Regions from separate parts of the Mus musculus genome. Here all the other regions are linked to region 4. Evidence: chromatin contacts called from public Hi-C, Micro-C and promoter capture Hi-C data. All regions are on one chromosome and are shown on one strand. The core of a region is the stretch at or near the end of the contact, and the rest is flanking DNA. Distances in the headings are between cores, read along the strand shown.

Region 1 (2,912 bases), core at 275-2,774, 2.3 Mb after region 4:
CGGTTCTCCACTTGATACTGCTGGTGGATCTTCTCAGCTACCCCAGCTGCCCTGCTCCGGCCTCTTCTGATGGTGCCTGTCTATGTAGAGAGCATCATAAATACCCCACCAGGTTGGATAATAGGGAACATGTGGCCACTTTCACTAACTAGATCTTTCCCTATGTCTCTGAATGTCAAAGGTCTGGTTTCATTGAGCAACTAAGAAGTGGGTGTGGAGGAAAAGCCCTGGATAAGGCACGGTGGAGAATTCTGGGTCAGTCGCAGACATAGCAGCACATGGGCATGACAGCTCACTGCTCAATAGCCTAGTAATACGAACAAAAACGGGAGTTGGGGGATCAAAAGTAAAGGACAGGGGCATAAAAGGGACTAGGGGTCTATCCAGGCAATAATGCTTGATTCTTGCTGAGAACATTCTTTCCAGAAATCCGAAAGGGGAAAAAAAAAATCCTAAATAGCAATCTCAAACTCACAATGACTCAAAGAGTTCCTGTTTTCTCTGTTTGAACAGCAAAAAAAGATAAGCCAGAAAAATGACCATGCAAAGTCACATTGGATACCAGAGTCCTGAGGGATGGATGGGTTCAGGGGGAAAAAGCAGAAACATTTCCTCTCCTAGGGACAATCCTTCCCTCTCGCAAAGAACAAAATCCCAGGAATTCTGTAAATTTCTGCTTGTCCATATCTAGGGACCTAGGCAAGTCCAGAAAACCCACAGCTATCACTCCTAGACTTCACAGTCACCACTAGGAGCTGGCTCAAAACTGGACTCTAAAAGCAACAAGAAAAAGAACTCATAGGAAGTTACTTGATTCTGGACGAAAATAATTAGATCAACATTGTCATAGTTTAGTGAAAAGGACTTGCCGATTTGTGAGAGTGGACCCAGCCCTGGACATGTCCAGGGCTCCCCTTTCCTAGGGAGCCCAAAACAGGTACTCAGAGGAAAAAAAAAAAAAAAAAAAAAAAAAAACGCACAATGAGACCCAGGTGCGTCACGCCACAAAGATCCTAGGCAGAAAAAAGGGAGCTGCCCCTGTGAGCTCACGTCCCTAAATGACCCAAACTGGAAAAAATGGGTTGATGCGGACCCTTGGATCCCGGAGCACAGGAGCCAAACAAGACAATAGAGCCATAAAGAAGAAAATGACAGGAAGAGCTGGAGGAGCTCTGGAAAGGGACCGGAGAGGAGTGCAGAAATGGAGCTGGAAGAAGCGCCCGGAGAAGGGGGCGTGGAGTGAATCTGCCACGGACGTCCACGGTTGCTTCCAGGCGCCACAGACACGGGGATAGCTCCCTCCCTCCGCCCACCTGCCCCGCCGCTCCCCGCGTCCCGCACCGTGTTGTAGAACTCGGCAATGGCAGGCACGATAGTGTAGTTGTCCTCGCACCAATCCACCTCCGAACTGCCAGCCCGCAGGTGGTCCCACCAGTGCGGGGCGCCCATGGCCGCTCTGGAGCATCGGAGCAGCTTCTCTGCAGCGGCGACCGGCCCGAGCGGCTGCGAGGCACACTGTGCGTCTGTGGCTTTATGCGGTGCGGGACAGCCTCCGGATACGGCGCCTCCCCGCGGCCCTCCCAAGCCGGGCTGTGCCCGCCTGCCACCGCCGGGACACTCACGCCCCAGCCCCGCCCCCCGGAGTCCCGGAGCACGGCGGCCACGCCCACCCGGGGCGGGACCTGACAGGCTTGGGGAACCCCCAAGGGTAGGACCGGGGCTGGGGTGGAAGTCGGGACTCTCCGGTTCCACCGTGGTTGGTGGCAAAGGTCTTCGGAGTCGCTCTTGTCCGCGTGCGTCCAGGTTGTGTAAAGAACGCCAAAACGGCCCCTACCCTTTGTAAAAATGTAAAGTACGGAAAAACGCACAGAGACCCGGACCTCTTTGGACTCCGGGGTAGTTCGCAGCAATTTTCTTCACTGCACTAGGGACACCAATTCTCACGCCTAAGGAATATTCTTGTTCCTCTTGAAGGCAGAACAGCTTTACCAGACCCAATTCGTTGCTGGCTAGGATAAAAAGATTCTCAAGGCTGTAGCAACAGGTTCTCTGGACCCTGCCAAGCATCCTGGGCCACCCACACCAGGAGAGCATTTCTGTAGTACTGAATGTTTAGTCATTTATGGGTAACATAAGACTTGGGGAAACCTTCGGCCATCCCAACCCACAGAAGATGCAGGTAAGAACACACAAGTACAGAACGTAATACATACATAGTTGTATATAGTACATATAGTATTATGAGCTGGGCACTGTTGAGAGAGTGTTCGTTCATATGTCACTCATTAGGTGTCCCCGGTGGCATCCTGGGTAGCGGGTTCTGTTAACCTTTCTACCTTTCTCTTCCTCAGACACCCACACAGCCATTGTCTCCACGGCTGGCAGAAGCTGCCAGTCTCCACCTCCTGTTTACGAAATCCAGCTTTATTCCTTACAGGCCAAACCACTCCTGTGACCTCATTATCCCACCTTCTGTCCCCTCTCCCTTCTCTAGAGCCGGTTCTACTGAAGGTCTTCTGGAACCCAAGAAGAAGAACATAGACTGTGACCTCCTTCTAGGGTCAGTTACAGGCTAGCAGGAGTGAGCAGGCCAGAGCCACAAACGAAAAATGCACTATAAGGGCTCCCTGCACAGTAATGGCTCCCCCACTGTTGTATATTCAACACCAGCTGGTCCAGCAGAACTGCTTTCTCATGTGATCATATTTTTCTCCTCCCGATAGCTTAGGCAAAAATAAGCTGGGTGTAGTGGCACAAGCTTGTAATCCTGGAAAGAAAAACTATCCATTATCTATCTATCCAATATGATATAAAACAGTTACTGTGTATGGCAATTTTCTGAATTTGTGGTCCACGTGATCAAAATGTTTCTTGTTAGTACTGTAACATTATTTATCATTTGCAACATTTTT
Region 2 (2,820 bases), core at 30-2,529, 2.4 Mb after region 4:
CACCTAAGGATCTTTTCTAGCTTGCTTCTTGGAAGCATGGAGATAAGACGGCAAGACCTATTTCTAGGGACTCGAGTTTGCACACAATTAAGTAGCCTAAGTACGTCAACTGCTCAGACTACAGTGCATGACCTCTCTAGACAAAATCGCACAGCAAGTTGTGCTCTCAGTAGGCAGGAATGACGCCTTCTCTCACATTTGCTCAAGTAACTACAGTAACTGCCTTAAATTTTCCCGTGTGAAACCAACGAAATTTGAAGGGGAGCGGGGGTTGGGGGGGCGGCATTTTAAAAACTGGGTCATTCCTTATTTGTTCTCTCCAAGCACATTCTTCGGGAGGGAAACGGCCTACGAATCACAAAAAGGGGAGGGGGAAGAGGTGACAGCATCTCCAATGCTTTAAAGTTACGGCTCTTACAAGAGTCAGCACTTAGGGGCTCATTAGTTGGCTTTATTTGAGTTTAGTCACTCCAGAGCTGAATGGAGCCTTCCTATAAGTTATCCCCAACAAAGCAGCCCTAAACATCAGCCACGGTCCGGCAGAGGAGGAAATGCCCTGGATTCACCTGCGGCACCTGCCTGCACCCCGGTACCTCCACCTCCGCAGCGTCCACGGATCCTTACGCTCCACCCCAGCTGCCACCGCTCAGCACCCCGCCGGCCGGGCCAGGGCCGGAGAGCCTGGTTCCCGCCTCACCCCGGCGGCAGAGGCCAGGCCCGGTCCCTGCACCGAGTCGATCCTCTCGAGGCCCTCCGGCCGCAGCCTCTCCGAACGGCAGCCCGCGGGCTCCGGGGACCTCCCGCCCACTCACTCAGCGACTAGGCCAGCCGGCCGCTCCCCTCCTCCCGCGCGGTCCCGCACGCTACCTGAGCGGCCTGGCGGAGCGGGAGGAATCGGGCAGGGCAGCGGTGCGGACTCACCTGCGCCGGCCCAGTCGGCGACTGTCCGACACCGGAGCTTCCTGGGGTGAGAAAGCGCCGGCTACGCGGCCTGGGCACCCTCCGCTGGCAGGGCCGGGACTCCGGGGCCCCTCTGCGCCTGCGCCTCCGCGCGGCCGGGTCTCCAGGGGACAGCCTGCAGCGAGGGCAACTGCCGACCGAAGGGCTCGCGGGCCGCGGGCGCTGCGGGAGGACCGACGTCTAGGCACTGCCCGGGGCGAGACTGTCCGGACCACAGACCGCCATGTTTCTGTTCCCTATTCTTTTTTGCCTTCCCTTCCTTCCGCTCTTTTCCACAGAACACCACTTTCCCTCCCTCCGTCCCTCTCCCTTTCCTTCTGCGGGGGCGGTAGAAAGGACGCGGGGGGTGGGGTCCGAGGTCGGACCCGCCCCGCTAGAGCCACGCCCCTGTGGTTGGGCTCCACCCAGAGGTTGACCCACGCCCCCAGACTCCTACCAAGCCTCAGGCTCAGGCCACGCCTCTGCGCTTGTGCCCCGCCCCGCGAGCGCCCTCCTCCTGGCAGAATTCTGGCGGACCTCGGGGCGCTCCTTAGAATCCCGACGCCGAAGCGAGAGTCCTCCAGCTCTCCTGGCGCTAGTTGTAACCTTTCTGTTTGTTCTGCGGTGTTTTGTTTTGTTTTGTTTTGTTTTGTTTTGTTTTGTTTTGTTTTGTTTTGTTTTGTTTTGTTTTGTTGCGGTTGCCTGTGGCAGGTGACTACCGCCTCTCCAGGCTCAGGTTTTCAGAGAATGAGAAAGTGACTTAGAATAGCTCAAGGTCAATGAAAGAAAAAAAAAAGCCTAGAGAGACTTGCAGTTTCTCTTTAGTAGAGGCTGGAAGTTCCACCCATAATTGTGTGACCCCAAAGTCTGAGTGACACTGGAGGGCTGCCCTTCTCTAAGCCATCCAAAGACCTCTGAGAGACCTTAGCTGCGTTGTCTTTCTCTACTTCTATCCAGATTTTGATAACGCCAAACGAGTAACTCTTTAGTTTAGATAATCGTAATTTGCTGCCTCTCAAAGGTAACCTAGATCTCGAGGTAAACATTCTGAAGCTGATGGTTGTGAGCCTCAGGACAGAGTGCTGAGGATTTGACTCTGGTCCTAAAGAGAGCAGCAAGTACTCTGAAATAATAATCTCTTTAGCACCCAATTTTCAGTTCTGCAGGTACTGAAGGACGGAATTGGAGAGTCTTCACTGTAATGAAATTTTGACAAAATATTTTAATTTGTTTTGTTTGTTTGGCAGAAGGTAAGGTGGTGTGTAGGGTCTCACTATTTAGCCCTGGCATTTCCTGCAAGTCTTATTTGTAAATCAGGCTGGCCTTAAACACTCACCCTCCATTGCTGGAATTAAAGACTTGTGCTACCACTTGGTGACAATTTTTTTAGGGTATCAATTTTTCAAGGAACAAATAGCTTAAAATAAGTTACAACTTTTTTCCTCTTGGCAAAAGACAGATTAGGCGGCAGGGGTGGCTGGGGGGGGGGGGAGTAGAACAAAAGTGACTGATGTTTTTGAGCATGTCTTAGTGAAACCCTTTTCTTTGTATGCTGTTAAAAATTTCATTAAGCCGAGCAGTGGTGGCGCATTCCTTTAATCTCAGCACTTGGGAGGCAGAGGCAGGCATTTTCTGAGTTCGAGGCCAGCCTGGTCTACAGAGTGAGTTCCAAGACAGCCAGGGCTATCTATACAGAAAAAAAAAAACCTTGTCTCGAAAAACAAAAAGTTCATTAAATTATTTTAAATATGTGTGCGTAGCGGGTGAACTCCCGTGTTCATAGTGGTCACTTTGCTGAGAGTTTCTCTTTCATTTGCTCACGGTTTTTGCTAACAAGTGTAATAATGTTAAGTCTGGTTGATATGTGCCTGGTTGTCTATT
Region 3 (2,700 bases), core at 73-2,572, 2.2 Mb before region 4:
ACTTGCTCTCAGACCATCTTTCTCTTTCCCTCTGACATTCCATCTTCCTGCAATGTTTAATTTCTACCGTTGCCTTTGCTCTCTTACATTATCAAGGACAGTGACTAGTAGCAAATAAACATAGTAGTAAAATAATTTTTGAGAGAAGAGAGATTATGTAAGAAATATATGTACTGTTTAGGAAGTTGAGGCTATCTGTCAAAACTGAAAAATTCCTTGGGAATGAACTAAGTTAGGTGGATATTGTTTCTCATTGTAAATACATCTAGGTAAATTTAGTAATCTCACTTTCACTTAACGGAAGAAATAAGTATGAATAAACCTGCACTTCAGCCTCTTGAATATTACTCAAACATGAGGTTGGAATAAAGAAATCTTCATCTATAAAGCAAAGACATAGACAGCACTTGGTCTACTGATCAAACTTTTGAATTCTCAAAAGAACCTGGTAAAGGCTGAACTATCTTTACTGTCAGCAATCCTTGTGAGGTTCAAGATCTGTATTGCCAGCAAATGCAAAGGAGTGGCTTGTTTTAATTTTATATGTAGCTGCTCTTTTTACCTCCAACTGAAGGACCTTATTTCAATTCATTACCTGTTTTTTTGTTTTTGTTAAGTACGATGTTTTTGCTACCCCCTTTTAACCCTGACATACATTGAAAGCTAGTTCAAACTGTACAGATTCAGTTGAAACCATTTCTATTTCATTCTTATTCTAAAAGGAGAGAGAGAGAGAGAGAGAGAGAGAGAGAGAGAGAAAGAGAGAGAAAGAGGTGGACATATTAAAATAGAGAAACATACACACAGTTACCCAATATCTAATACAGATGTAAAGATTACTGGAACACAAACCAAAAAAGGCATGCGGACAAGTAATGGGTGTACGTTCAAATCCCTCTCAAATCAAAGAGAGGCGCTCTCGATGACTCATACATACCGGACAGTTTACTATTACAAAGAAACATGCCAAAGATGCAGCCGTGAGGGCAAATAAAACGAATCTTTTGGAAGCAGAAAGACTTAAGAGGAAAATAGATGGTGCAATATCGCAAACTCTCATAGTACAGTTCCCTCCCACGTTGCTCTCTCTCTCTCTCTCCCATCTCTTTTTGCTTCTTGCATTTCCCTTCGCCGCCAGTGTTAAGTGTGTACCTCCCGGCACAACTTACCTTGAAACGGGACTCCATTGAGCTCTCAAGAGTGACATAAGTCCCTAGCCAATCACCTAGCAGAGCTTCGCCTGGGCGGCCTCAATAGAAGCGTCTCGCCCAATCAGAAACCTGGGGCGATGAGCATGTTGCGTTGTGGCGCAACTCGGCGTATACTTCCGCGCGTGCTGCCCGGGATAGGACTCTGGCAGAGCAGCTGCACACACGGCAGTGCGGAGGCAGAGAAGGGGTTGGTGATACGGTGCTATAAATCTGTGGTCCAGTCCACCTCCCTTTTAAGACGTCCTCCCCCCTTATTTCTGTTCTCACTTAGAGATGCAGCAGCTTACTCCTGTAGCGACCTACTAAAAAGCAACACGGAGAAAGACATCGTCTTTTTGAAAAAACGTTCTTTCGTCTCTTTTCTTTGTTCCTTGGTTTGTTTTTCTTGCACCTTTTTGTTTAGTTGAACGGCAATAGGAGTAGTCTCTCCGTCTTTTTAAACTCTCTTTTTTAAGTTTCCCCTCCCCTTTCATATTTTTTTTCATCATTTCTTTTAGCATTGGACTTTGGGGTCGAAAGCATTTCTTTTTATTTGCTTCTTTTAAGCCGAGCACAGTTTAGGTTTCGTGCTGTCTTAAGAGAACTATCCAGCAGCTTCTTGCTCATCCTTATTGGGAGAAGTGCACCGTTACTTTAAAAATACACATACACAAAAACCTTAAGGGAGAAAGGTAAGTTTCGGTTTGGTTTCTTTAATCATTAGTTGCAGCGATGCGCTGGCAAACCCAGAAAACCTGTAAGTGAGCGGAATACAGAATGTGAAGTTAATTGCACATGTTTGCCTCATTTCAAAGCGACTGCTTTGCTTTTTTTTATTTTTATTTTTATTTTTTTTATTCTTGAGAGCCAGACTAGAAGACAGTGGACGCATGCTTAACGTACTGAATATTCGAAAATGTCACTTGATAGAAACTTAAGTGGTAAATGTGGTCAAGATCCAGCAGGCTACAATGGGAGGCTACATGTTCAGTGAGCTTCGGGGTTGAGGTTGGAAGTTCATTTCGTGGGAAGAGAGGGATAACTTGAATGTTGGAGGGGAATGCATGCCTCTACTTTCGCAAAGGAATCGGAGGACTGGGGAAATCAGAAGCCCTGGACTTACTTGCAGATTAGACCAGTGGGGAAAATCCTCAGCTTAATTGCATTAACTAGATAGCGTGTGCCGGGGAGATGGGATTGCCAGATGGAATTTAGATGCTGCACCAGGCAGCGAGTTGTAGTTGCCTGGAAAAAGTACATACAGCCTAAGGGCTGGGGCTGGGCTGGGGCTGGGGTAAGGTTAGAAGCTGTCAAAACTCATCATTGCCAGAATTGAGGACTCTGATTCACGGATTCCAATGATTGTAATTCAGATTTTAAAGAAGACTGCCAATTTGGGGCCGAATCTTTGAGCCTATACCGGATATGAGATTCCCTTTGTTCAGAAAAGCGTAAATAAGATCCTTGGAGCCGTGAGTGTGAAGTGGCAGCTGCTTGGGAGCCTCGCGGT
Region 4 (2,700 bases), core at 154-2,653:
TCACATTGTGGGACAGAGATGACAAATAGATCTATCTTCAAATCACAGGCCTCTACCTCAGTGAAATTTCCAGCCCACAATATGTTAAAATCTCCACTTTATAAATAAGTACCTACTGTACCTTGCACATGAAGACCCTTTCTGCCCCGTTCCTGCTGACTGGAACCATGGCTTTCTATAAATGTAAATAATCCTTTTCAAAATGGAGAAAAGAAAAAGTTGGCCCCTATGACCGAATGCAGCAACCTCACCCTGAGTGGTTCATGAAGCCCTGCAGGGCCCCAGTATACAATGCCCTGGCACGCTGAAGGCTAAATGCAGAGATGGGCCTCTTGCAAGGGCATCAAACGGCACTGCAGGCAATCAAAAGGATGCCTGAAGAAAACTGTGCACTTCCTGTAGCATGGGTCAGAAATTCCTAAACTGAATCAAATTAACTGCGTTCTTGGCTAATAATAAACAGCCTAGAAAGGACTTAAACACCAGTGTTTCCTGGGCTCCGTTATTCCACTCTCTACCCATCAATCAGGATGTGTTTAAAACTCCCCAAGGGAGGCTCACTCCAACTCTCAGAACTCATGCTCTCATCTGGCCAGCTGTTCCCGGCGCACAAGAGTCCCTTGTGTCCAGATCTCTGGGGACCTAAGGCCTAAGAAAATAACTCTAACTTTCAAGGTTGGAAAGCGGTTTATAAGACAGAGGCCTCCAGTCTGAGAGCGGTCCGCGCTCTGTTTCAGTATTTAAAAAGTCTCAGAGCTCCCTCAGCTCTGCGCTGCCGAGGTAAAACAAAGCAAAAGGAAATCTAAGTTTGGAGGGGGAAATGAAGCCGAAGCATGCAAAAGAGCAAGTGCCAGCTCTCCCACGTGGGCCTAGTCAAAGTAGCGGAAGCTTAAGTCCCGTAAGACTAGAGGGACCGACGCAGCAGCCGCAGGAGCTGAGCCACGCGCCAGCTCCCGCCTGGGGGGGAGTGGTACTAAAAGAGGGTGGCAGCGGGGCGCAGTCCCCTCCATCATCCCGCTCCCCCTTCTATTACCCCACTCCCCATCAGAGCCCCGGTTACCACCGCTCGGGCCCGGAATGCAGATGAGTTCAAAGGCTGGGGACATCGGGGTGGCGCTGGGTGCCGCGCGCCCTGTCCCCTCCCTGCTGAGCGGTGGGTGGGGGGCGCTCCGGCTGGGGACACAGCCTGGAGGCTCGAGAAGGAACCCTGCAGGGCTGGCCCATTCACAGCTTGTAGGGTGATCTCACCTTCACCGCCGTGCAGGCGGAGCCCGAGGCCATGTCTGCACCAGGGAAGTCCACAGCGGGCCGCAGCGTGGGACCGGGAGGAGACTGCGGGGCCGGCGTGGCGCGGGAGTGAGCAGTGCGGGGACCCACGGGCTCTGGCTCCTCCTCTTCCTCCCGGGGAGCGCGGGATTGGCTGTTCTCCTCCACCCTCCTCCTCAAATCAGGTTCCCGCCTCCCGTCCCTCTTGCAGAGTTTTCGGCTTCTCGGGGCTTCTGTTGTTACTGTGCAGCCTGATGGCGAGTCTATGATCAAGATAGAAAAGCCACTTAGGATGTGCTTGTCACTTTGTCTTTTAACTGTTTCACAAGAACATGGTGAGGTAGCGCATTACTGCCAGTTCTGCGGCGACTTGGCTGCCCCGGTGGCCAGGGCTGTAAAATCAGGGCCTGCCGCATTCCTGGGCTTTGGGGAGGGCGGAGGGAAACTGAAGAGTGCTAGCTTGAGATTCCCGCCCCCCACAGCTCTGATTTACAAACTGGTTTATTTAGCTTCTGTTTGGCGGGGAGCTTTTAAGGAGGCAGGACCCTCCCCAACACCCAGCCTGATGCTACCAGCAAGGGGCATTTTTAAAATTCCTTTATACAATGGCTAGTGATGCAGATTTGTAATCCCACTCACTCATGAAGTCTGGTCAGCAAGCAGTATGGCAAGTTCAAAGTCTTACTTGGTTACAGAGTGAGTTCAAGACCATCTTGAGCAATATTAAGAGTCTATCTCAAAAATAAACAGAGGGCTTGGTATTTAGCTCAGCACTAAAGTGTTTATCTAGCATCCAAGGAGACACTAGCTTCAATCCTCACTCCAATAAAATAAGCAAAAATTAAAACAAAACTTTCTATGCCAGGGCAGCATACGGTACAGCAGGATTCAGGTCAGGACCTGTGTCTCTGTGATGCAATACCAGCAAGACCCACTCTGACCCCAGCGACCTTTCCCCTGGATACTCTCTCTGAGAGGCCCTATCCCTTCTCTACTAGGACAATTCATTATAGCCTTTGATGGTACAAGCTGCGCCAAACAAAATGCTGGGCAGCAGCTATCTTTTTTTTTTTCTTAGTTTATTTCATTATTTATATGTATGCACACACAAATACCTGCAGGTGTGTTTGTGTTTGTGTGTGTGTGTGTGTGTGTGTGTGTTTGTCCAGAACCCAGCCTGAAGCTGGAGTAACAGGCAACTGTGAACTGCCTGATATAGATTCTGGAAACCGAATTTACCTCTACAAGTGCTCTTAACCCCTGAGCCATCTCTCCAACCCTGGGTGACAGCTATCATTTTTTAAGGTTTATTTATTACTATATCTAAGTACACTGTAGCTGTCGTCAGATGCACTAGAAGAGGGCATCAGATCTCATTACGGATGGTTGTAAGCCACCATGTGGTTGCTGGGATTTGAACTCAGGACCTTTGGA

What was found. Promoter capture Hi-C pulls out the DNA fragments that hold promoters and counts their contacts. A called contact is a pair of places that touch in the nucleus more often than the background predicts.
Region 1: a contact with region 4 is called in a promoter capture Hi-C map of pre-B cells, with 6 times the contacts expected there. The contact joins the promoter of Acer2 here to the promoter of Mtap in region 4. A contact is called at or near these places in 3 of 39 promoter capture datasets (liver and pre-B cells) and 1 of 484 Hi-C or Micro-C datasets (CD4 T cells).
Region 2: a Hi-C map of CD8 T cells shows a contact between it and region 4, with 4 times the contacts expected there. The contact joins the promoter of Dennd4c here to the promoter of Mtap in region 4. A contact is called at or near these places in 2 of 484 Hi-C or Micro-C datasets (CD4 T cells and CD8 T cells).
Region 3: a Micro-C map of palatal mesenchyme shows a contact between it and region 4, with 3 times the contacts expected there. The contact joins the promoter of Elavl2 here to the promoter of Mtap in region 4. A contact is called at or near these places in 1 of 484 Hi-C or Micro-C datasets (palatal mesenchyme) and 1 of 115 datasets of contacts at active chromatin or transcription factors (astrocytes).

What each region holds. Positions count from the first base shown.
Region 1 is chr4:86,873,026-86,875,937 of GRCm38.p6, reverse strand. It overlaps Acer2 (alkaline ceramidase 2), which reads right to left and starts at 1,524. Exons shown (of 6, transcript NM_139306.3): 1 at 1,342-1,524. The coding sequence starts at 1,449.
Region 2 is chr4:86,747,014-86,749,833 of GRCm38.p6, reverse strand. Dennd4c (DENN/MADD domain containing 4C) reads right to left here and starts at 1,279. Exons shown (of 32, transcript NM_184088.1): 1 at 922-1,279. It overlaps Gm6521 (predicted gene 6521), which reads left to right and starts at 430. Exons shown (of 1, transcript NR_168733.1): 1 at 430-2,309.
Region 3 is chr4:91,375,118-91,377,817 of GRCm38.p6, reverse strand. Elavl2 (ELAV like RNA binding protein 1) reads left to right here and starts at 1,322. Exons shown (of 8, transcript NM_001347149.2): 1 at 1,322-1,882.
Region 4 is chr4:89,136,073-89,138,772 of GRCm38.p6, reverse strand. Mtap (methylthioadenosine phosphorylase) reads right to left here and starts at 1,403. Exons shown (of 8, transcript NM_024433.2): 1 at 1,249-1,403. The coding sequence starts at 1,281.